Linked DNA regions of Sus scrofa: region 1 is linked to region 2. A link is a contact called in public Hi-C data. All regions are on one chromosome and are shown on one strand. The core of a region is the stretch at or near the end of the contact, and the rest is flanking DNA. Distances in the headings are between cores, read along the strand shown.

Region 1 (4,525 bases), core at 44-2,543, 420 kb after region 2:
CTTCTCAGGGAGTCTCCATTATACCTCCTCTGTATTGCTAAAAGTCTTCTGACCCTGAGAATGTGCCACATGACTACTCTGTCATCTTCTTAGTCACTCCCTTGGTTATTCTGCCAGTCTGGCTTGAGCCACTCATCAGGTCTTGCTTCCTGAGCTTTTCAGGAACCTCAGTATAATAGGCACATGGTCTAAACTTAAGGAGGGCAAATCTTAGCAGACATTTCCAAATGCGGCAAACAAAAGAAAACAAAACCCCCAAACCGTTGAGCCATTACATGAAAGCAATAGCCCTTCAGAGCTGACATTTTCAACCTTGCTTATTATGGTAAGTAGATACTAAGAGGTAAAGTGATTTGACCAGGAACCTATCCCACACGTCAAAGGTTAGGTCACTGCTACAGTGCACAGGAGAGATGGTGATATGATTGAATAGATCTGGTAAAAATAATCGGTGGTGGCGGCAAGCAGCCTTGACTCCTCCCCCCTGCATTTTTCTTCTGTATCTTTTTTTAAAAATAGTCGTATTTCTGAGACAAAGGCAACTCAACCTAACTCAGTATTTCCTGGAATTGTCGGATACTAAGAATTGCCGAAGCGTATTTGTTAGACACATTGCCCGGGCCCTCTATCTATAGGTCTAGGACAGGACCTGGGAATGTGTATTTTACAGTCACCGTGAGCGCTTCTTACAAGTTAGGGCGTTTTAATAAAAAGGGTTCAAATTTTAAGTTAAAAGAAAACAAATTAGGGTGTTTTAATAAAAGTAATTCAAGATAACGTTTTACGGCAACATCCACCCCCCACCATGTAAAAAAAACTTGCCCTTGGTATGCCAAAGTAGCTGCCTTATATAGAAATGTCCTTTTTTCGTTCCTTGTTCCTTATGTCTTAATTGTTACCGTCCCTAACATACAGCTCCGGTCCCAGCGCGGAGCCGGTTCTACTGGAGCGGGGCGGGTCCTGGGCCACGTCCCTGTCCAGCCTTCAGCTGCAGGTTCCGTGCCGCGCTCCCATTGGCTGGAAGTTCCCTCCTCCGGAGCCCGAGCTGCTCCTACTCGCCACGCCAGCCCAGCCGACTCCGGACCGCCCTGGGGGCGGGGCCGAAAGGACGGGGCGGGGCCTCGTGGCGTTGGGGGCAACCAGGTGGCCTATGGCGCCTGAGGGAGTCCCACGCCTCGCACAGCGAGGCCGGGCCGGGGCCGGGCCAATCCGGGCGACTGGGCGGGCGAATGCGGGGCCTGGCCGGCTGGGCCCGGAATGCTGGGGGTGGGGGACAATGGGCCAGTTCCTGGTGCGTCACGGGGAAGTTCCTTAAAGGGGAAGTGAGCGGGGCTACGAGGCGGACGTGGGGTGCGGTGGTCGGCGGGGAAGGTCCCCAGCGTTTTAAAATAATGCCCGCGGCGCCCGCGCGACCATGCAATGGCGAGCGCTCGTCCTGGGGCTGGTGCTCCTCCGGCTTGGCCTCCATGGAGTGCTGTGGCTTGTCTTCGGGCTGGGGCCCAGCATGGGCTTCTACCAGCGCTTCCCGCTCAGCTTCGGCTTCCACCGCCTGAGGGGCTCCGACGGCCCCGCGTCTCTTGCCTCGGGGCCCGCGGGCAGGCCGGGGACGCCTGGGGGGCCGTCGTGGCTGCAGCCGCCGGTTCCCGCGGCGGCGGCGGCGGCAGCGTCTGCGGGGCGGCGGCGGGCTCCGCGGCGGCCAGGGCCGGGTGTGTGTGGCCCGGCCCACTGGGGCTACGTGCTGGGCGGCCGGGACCGCGGCCGGGACGAGTACGAGAAGCGCTACAGTGGTGCCTTCCCGCCTCAGCTGCGCGCACAGATGCGCGACCTGGCGCGAGGCATGTTCGTCTTCGGCTACGACAATTACATGGCGCACGCCTTTCCCCAGGACGAGCTCAACCCCATCCACTGCCGCGGCCGAGGGCCGGACCGCGGGGACCCGTGAGTACCCCGCGCCGGCCGGACGCCCGGGACCGCTCACCGCACGCACTTCCTTCCGACCCCGGGGGTGGGTGCTGCCGTCCGTCCTCTGGGTCCCCCTAAGGGTGCCGGGGTGTTTAGGGTGATGGGGGCTTGGGGGTAAGTGGAAGGGCCGATGTCTGCCCTCTGTCCTGATTCTTCCGGAATCCGAGTTACTGGACTGCTGTCTGCGCAATCTCTTTTACAGATGGGAAAACTGAGGCTCAGAGAACAGAGGGCACAGTAGCAGTACCAAGGGGTGACTTGGGGGGACCTTAAACTCCCATCTTCACCCTTTCTCCAGGTGAACATAAAATCAAGATGAAATCCCTTGTAAATGTAGCTTCAGAACTAGCCCTTACCTTCCCCCACCTAGCCTACTCCCCACTTTTCTGTATAGAAATATATAAATTCAGAAGTTGATCCCGGGAAGGGACTTCTAAAGCCAGGCAGTGAATCTGAGGCAGAGCAGGGCTACAATCTTTCTCCTTCATCACAGAGGCTGCTTTTTAGGCTGAGGATGGTTAGGTGGAAGGGAGGGAGGCTGTGAGGCCTACATTTGGGTTCCTGATGCTCAGGATGGGATTCCTTTGCCTTACTGTAGGGTCTGTCCTGCAGGTTCTCCCCGGTCTGGTGGCAGGGCTGTCAGGAAAGGTGGACCAGTCCTGTCCTTGGATCAGGCTTGTTTGCAGAGTGAGCTTCAAGGGTCATTGCTGTTGACTTCAGAGTCCAAGAGGACAGCACACCCAGCTGAGGACCTCCTGGCTGGAGGGAACCGGTGTGCTCTGACTGACCCTGATGGCTGGATAGGTGACTGTCTTCCCCTGGGTTCCTCCTCTCAGGCGGGAGTGGAGGAGTCCGTTGCTTGGCCCCTTTTGACAGTGAGCCCTGTGTTTTCCTTCACCTGGTGAAAAGCAGCAAAGGCCACTTCTCAGGTTCTAAAAAGGAAGCCCATAGAGTAAAGGAGGCAGAAGAGCTTTAAAAATGGTTTTATTATCTACAAACTCATGTCATAAATTTCAATTTGAGAGCATGAGGGCACAGGGCAGGTTAACTTAAAAGGACTGGGTCTTTCTAAAATTGTAGGAAACTGTTGAGGTACTTTTCGTGTTTCACTTTACGTGTAAAGGTTGATATAGTTTAAATGTATAACTGGCCATATGTATAAATATATTTTCAATCAATTTTTTTGAGAAAAATTTTTATTAAATTTTGGAAAAAATTACTGGGCCTTTTCATATTGTATGAAATTGAGTTGTTTTCCCTAATTAGCTTAACTATACCAGACTTTATACCCATGTGTTTTCTTTCTTTCTTTTTTTTTTTTTGTCTTTTTGCCTTTTTGCCTTTTCTAGGGCCTCTCCCGCAGCACCAGGTGTTTTCTTTTGATCTCAGTTTTTTGGGGAAAAAAGTTAAAATTAAAAAAAAAAAAAAAAGCCTAAAATCCCACCAGGCAGTTATTTTTAATTTATTTTTCCTGCCAACTCCTGCCCAGATGCCTGCACACTTTTAATGTAGTTGAAATCAAAGTGTGTGTACGTATTTCGGATCTTAATTTTATTTTCTCACCAGTGCTCATGGTACTGCAAGAGCAAACACACTGAGTTGTTCTCCCTCACAGATTTTTTTCTCAGGCTTCCTTTTATGGCATAGACCTAAGGAGAACCATTTAAGGAGGACTTGTGATAACACTTTCTATTGAGAATATGATGGTCTGGGAGTGAGTTTATGACATTTTAATGCTTTTCCTAATAAACTTTGAGAACTCTCTGCAGAGTTGGAGCCTCCCTCCAGCAGGGTGAGGTGGCCCTGGCTAGCTTGCTGGGGCCCTGTGGTAGTTGCTGGTGGGGCTTTGCTTCAGGATGATGACTGCTGAGGTGTGGTTTGGTTTGACTGTTAAGTGACAATCTTGGTAAGTTGAGGTCAGGGTGCTTTGAGCAGATATGCTGCTGTTGGAAAGTTGGAAGTGGAAAGACTGAGGCGATGCATTTGGAAAGGGTTGTGCCCACAGGTAATAATCACCCTTGTGGCTGGTAAACCTTGGTGTCTTTCAGAAGGTAAAAGAACTCTGGGGTTATAGCGGCCTTGACTAGATCCTCATAGTGGCCACTTGAAAAGACTGGAAAGTTAATTTTTCTTGCTCCTTTTCCTTTAACTTAATTCCTCTCAGACTTCAGTATTTTCAAGGCAAGTTTAGAACCAGAGTTTTGTCATTCTGGCACACTTACGTCCCCTGAAATAAGCAACCAGTAATGAAAATTCTTTCAGATATTTATTTATTTATTTCGCTTCTTTGGGCTGCACCCACTGCATATGGAGGTTCCCAGGCTAGGGGTCCAATTGGAGTTACAACTGCAGGTCTATACCACAGCCATAGCAACTTGAGGGGATCCATGCCACATCTGCAACCTACACCAGAGCTTATGGCAATGCCAGATCCTTAATCCACTGAGTGAGGAGGCCAGGGATCCAACCCAAATCCTCAGGGATCCTAGTCGGGTTTAACTGCTGAGCCATGAAGGGAACTCCTCAGATACTTATTTTAATCAAAGGTATTCTAATGATGGTT
Region 2 (4,422 bases), core at 339-2,838:
GAAATGTCATCTGACGGGTTCTATACTTCAGTATCAAATGAGTTTCATTTACCCGGAATTACCCTGGAGACGGAGAAGTGGCCATTTTGTTTGGGATTTGAAGGTCTCTTAAATATTTTCTCTCCTGTGAATATTTTTTCCACATTTCTTGCCATGTTTTTAGGATGTAATACAGGTTTGGTAAATGACAATAGAGAAAGGATTAACACAGGGAATTAATATATATACTTAAGCAGGCTTAATTGCTTAGCAAATCAGAGCACACTGGAAAAAATTCGATCTGACTTTTAATTTTCTGGTTCACTTCTTTGGGTATCTGGTCATTCTTTTGGTAGCTTATTTTGATGGAATAGAGCTACCAAATAAAATCGGAGGCCCGCTCTAATACCTACCACTGTCATTTCAGAAATACCAAGAGATGGTTCAGGTACACCTAAGAAGAGTTCGAATCCCAGACTTAAAACTGAAAACAATACGAATGGTTATGAGTTTGGTTCAGTTCACTCAGGAATGGAGCTCAGAGAGGTTAAGTGAGTGGTCTTCGAGCACACACAACCAATGACTAAACCAGAACTAGCTCTGCTGCCTCAGCAGCTGGCCTGGAGCTCTTATGTGTCAACCCTGGTACATTCTGTAAGTGCATACTTTTTCTTATACCTATCAACGTGAACAGGTGAGGAGGCCAGGCTCTCTAGGTTGCATGGAAAGCAAGAAAAGCAAAAGGTTATCCAGACCCTTAACCCTTTCAACTGTAGTGATTTTTGCTGCTTCCTGTTTAGTCTGCCCTCTTCCGGGTTATTTGTGGGGCAGCAACACATCTAATGCTGAATTTTCTTGTTGACACCTCTTGGTATTCATGTTTCTACCTACTGTCGCTGATTTGCACTTTCCCTCTGAAATACTAAGTTCAAGTTTCTCTTTGCCTAAGTACAAATTAAGTCGGGAGAGGAAAACCTTCCCTCATCGGAGTCTGCAGTGTTATTAATATACTGTTTTGCTCCCTAGTAATCATTGGATGTGTTTGCTTGCTCAAGATAGAACTTGGGTCTCCTGGCTAGGAGTTTATTGCTTGCTTATGGAAAGATTCCACAGTTGGAGCAGGTGTGTTTATAATTATACGCTAGGAAATAGAATACTGTCTGTTTATAAAAGAAGAATGTTCTGGCAGCCACTTGGATTCTTTGAAAATTCCCTGAGGAAGCAACTGTGGATCCCCTCCTCGTTGTTACCCCTGGCAACCACCAGAGCCCTGGGACACCAACACTCTGTCCCCAGGCCCTCGGGCTGGTGGATCTGGCCTTCTGAGCAGAGATGCCTGATGGGCCTTTATCATCCATGTCTGTTCGGGAAAAGACCACAGCTACTGAGGTTTCTCTCCCACCAAGCCTTTTGTTTGCATGTACGGGTAGAAACCAGCAGCCCACAACTGTAGTTGTGCAGAAACTCCGTCAAGAATTGCGTGAGAGTCCACTCTGGCCCTGGATATAGGCAAGCTCCCCAACTAAATTGCAAAGCAGCACTTCACACTTGAGACGTTGTGCGGAACCGCCCCTGGGCCAGGGTACGGCACACCTGGAGAGCTGTGAGCCTTTGATTGGGGAAGGACCCCGCCCTTCACTGATAAAGGCCAGTTGGGCATCGCAGGAGAGTGGATATGCAGTGAATGGCTTGGAAGATACAGTGCCTTTTGAGTCTCTGTCAGTCTTTGAGAAAGGAGAGTGAGGTGAGGACAGAATCAGAGTTCCTGCGAGAAAAGTGCATGGTGTGGGGCCTCTCCAGCTGTCTCCTAGAGTGGCATGCCCCTCGAAACCAGGAAGAGGAGGGCTTTCTTTCATTTCTTTATTATTATCATTTTTCACAAATCACGAGGCAGGGTCTCTCTCCTTACTTCCTGATTTCACCTTGTCCTTAGGGGGCAGGAAGAGGACAGGTAATGGGAGAAGGGTAAGGAGCTACTTGCTTAGTGTCTGTTCAGCTTATTCCTGAGTTGGTAGCTTGATGAACTGTTACCTTTGGACACACACAAATCAAGATAGGGAATGTTTCTGTCCCCCCCAACCCTGGAAGGTTCCTGCATCCACCCCTTCTTGGCTTTAAACAGACTCCGATTGATGCTTGAGACATTCATTTCTGTGACTCATGTTTGAGTGCCTGTTCTGTGTTGCTAGGGGATTTGGATACAATGGTGCCCCAAATAGGCAGAGTGTCTGCCCTTCTGGAGTTTATGGTTTTGTGGGGGAGATAGACAATAATACAAATTAATGTTAAATGACAGGCTGTCAATGAGAAATGTAGGAAGCTGAAGTACATGGGGTCATGAGGACATGCAATTTAAGAACTTTTACCTGGGCGAGAAAGGTCATGACAGGTGAGGACAACTGGCAGGTGACCATGGAGCCACTTTTCCTAAACTGTGAAGTTCTGGGCAAACCAAAGGTTTTTTTTCTTTTTCTTTTTTTCTTTTTTGATCTTTTTAGTGCTGCACCTGCGGCATGTGCAGGTTCCCAGGCTAGGGGTCGAATTGCAGCTATTGCCACCGGCCTATGCAACAGCCACAGTCACACTAGATCTGAGCTTGCGTGGTGTAGGTCTGTGACCTACACCATAGCTCACGGCAATGCCAGATCCTTAACCCACTGAGCGAGGCCAGGGATAAAACCTGTGTCATCATGGATTCTAGTTAGATTTGTTTCCACTGATCCACGACAGGAACTCCACAAAAGGGTAATTTTGATAAAGTCCTCTAACTTCAAGATGAGGCAGTGGGTAGAGCAGTGACCTACCTCATTTACATAGATGCCTCTTTGGAGAGGAATGGCGTGTTTAGAAAGTGTGGGCTGTGGCTCAGTGGATGGGCTGCATTTCTACATTTGGGAGATGTGATCCCCATTCAGTCACTGTCACTTCAGACTCTTCAGAGCCATCAGTGTCAGTTTGCAGCTTCAGCCTCTTGCCATTTCAACAAAAAAGCAAGGTTGTCATTTCTACTTGTTAGGGCGGTTGCAGCCTGCCTCTGTCTGCCTTTCTGTCCTTAGCTTCTGCCCCCGGGAGCTACTTCTGCAAGCAAAGGAAAGCCACCGCCAGTAAAATTTAGGGGGAAGAAAACAGAAGAGAAATGGGAGAATTATTAAATTTCACCTTCAGGGGGCGTTCTCATGACGTCCAACCCAGGGTGGAGGTGTCCTACTTTTTTACATTGCTGTGAACTGCTGGGTTGGGCACCTGCCAGCATTCAGGCAGCAGTTACATAAGAGCTGCTTTTTTTCCTGGAATTTAGGCTCACTGCTGATGTGTGACCTTCAGCAGTAATTGCCAATAAATGCAGCAGGGCTGTTTACTGTTAGACACTGGCAACCAGAGAGCAACCAAGCTCAACTCGGAGCACACAGAAGCTATTGCAGAATCTGGGGAAGTTTTTTTTTTTTTTTTCTTCCTTTTTCTTTCTTTTTCTTCTTCTTCTTTTTTTAATGTTGAGATGATTCCATCATGACTGAAGTTGTATAATTTAATCAAGTCAGAATGCATTTTTGAAAAATGAATTTCTCTTCTGACTGCTGATGAACTTTTCCTATAAAATATAGATGAAACTGCATCACTGGAACTAAAATATTTCTTCCTTTGTTTCTAAAAACAAATGCCATAGTAAAGGACATTGGGTTATTATCAAATGGAAAGATTTTAAATTTTTCTACTAAAATGCTAGGTAAGTTCCATTTTAGCTCAGTTTTCTTGCAAGCGTTCTGTTTTCTTAATGTGGCTTTTCAAAGGCTCAAGAAAGACAGGACCCAGCAAACATATTTGCAAGGCCATTCGCTATTTGCTTGTTTATTTTTTCCCTCCTCTGAGATTGAGTGGGTGAAAGGAACTGAAGGCTGATTCATGGGGGTTGGAGATTATAAATTCTCTTTGATGGGCTGATAATTAGATCTATAATACAGCTGCATTTATTGAACTGTATTCAGCCTCTGCTAGGGTTGGTTCATGGATGGAGACAGCTTATTTCAAAGGAAAATTTTAGAAGCCCAGGGATAATAGGGTTCATGTTAGTGGCAGCAGAAAACAGAAGGTATTTCTATGGCTGTGCTCTGTGCTGGCCTGTAATAGACACACATGAAACTGATGTATATATGTATGTGTGTACAGCATGTATGTGAGCATGTGCTGCTGTGCACATGCCATAAATAATAACCCTAGGAAGTCTCTGGGTTTCTTTTTATTTAAGAAGGACAATATATAATGTCCTTCATTTATGCAGAAGTACATCCCTGGATAAAATGTTAGGAACATTATGTATAAAAAGCGATCATTTCAGGGTCTTATCTGCCCAGATCTAGTTACTACTCCAGTGCTGTGGTTATGATGACCTAATTCATGGCCTCATCTGGGAAGGACACTCGGGATCCTTTTCGTTGAAATTCATTT

The links. Hi-C and Micro-C count contacts between places; a contact is called where the count stands out from the background.
Region 1: a Hi-C map of embryonic fibroblasts shows a contact between it and region 2, with 2.3 times the contacts expected there. The contact joins the promoter of EDEM1 here to the enhancer-like site in region 2. A contact is called at or near these places in 2 of 5 promoter capture datasets (fetal liver and liver), 7 of 47 Hi-C or Micro-C datasets (alveolar macrophages, embryonic fibroblasts, fetal skeletal muscle and 4 more) and 2 of 2 datasets of contacts at active chromatin or transcription factors (alveolar macrophages and skeletal muscle).

What each region holds. Positions count from the first base shown.
Region 1 is chr13:61,702,308-61,706,832 of Sscrofa11.1, forward strand. EDEM1 (ER degradation-enhancing alpha-mannosidase-like protein 1) reads left to right here and starts at 1,294. Exons shown (of 11, transcript XM_021069286.1): 1 at 1,294-1,938. The coding sequence starts at 1,420.
Region 2 is chr13:61,278,608-61,283,029 of Sscrofa11.1, forward strand. The region is part of intron 39 of ITPR1 (inositol 1,4,5-trisphosphate receptor type 1); the gene reads left to right. Among named protein-coding and RNA genes, the nearest start is that of ITPR1, 210 kb to the left of the region's middle. Within about 2 kb of position 1,589, at least 41 of the 83 cell types and tissues checked have an H3K27ac peak or open chromatin away from gene starts, as enhancers often do. A contact at or near this core is called in alveolar macrophages, embryonic fibroblasts, fetal liver and 4 more, where this site is marked.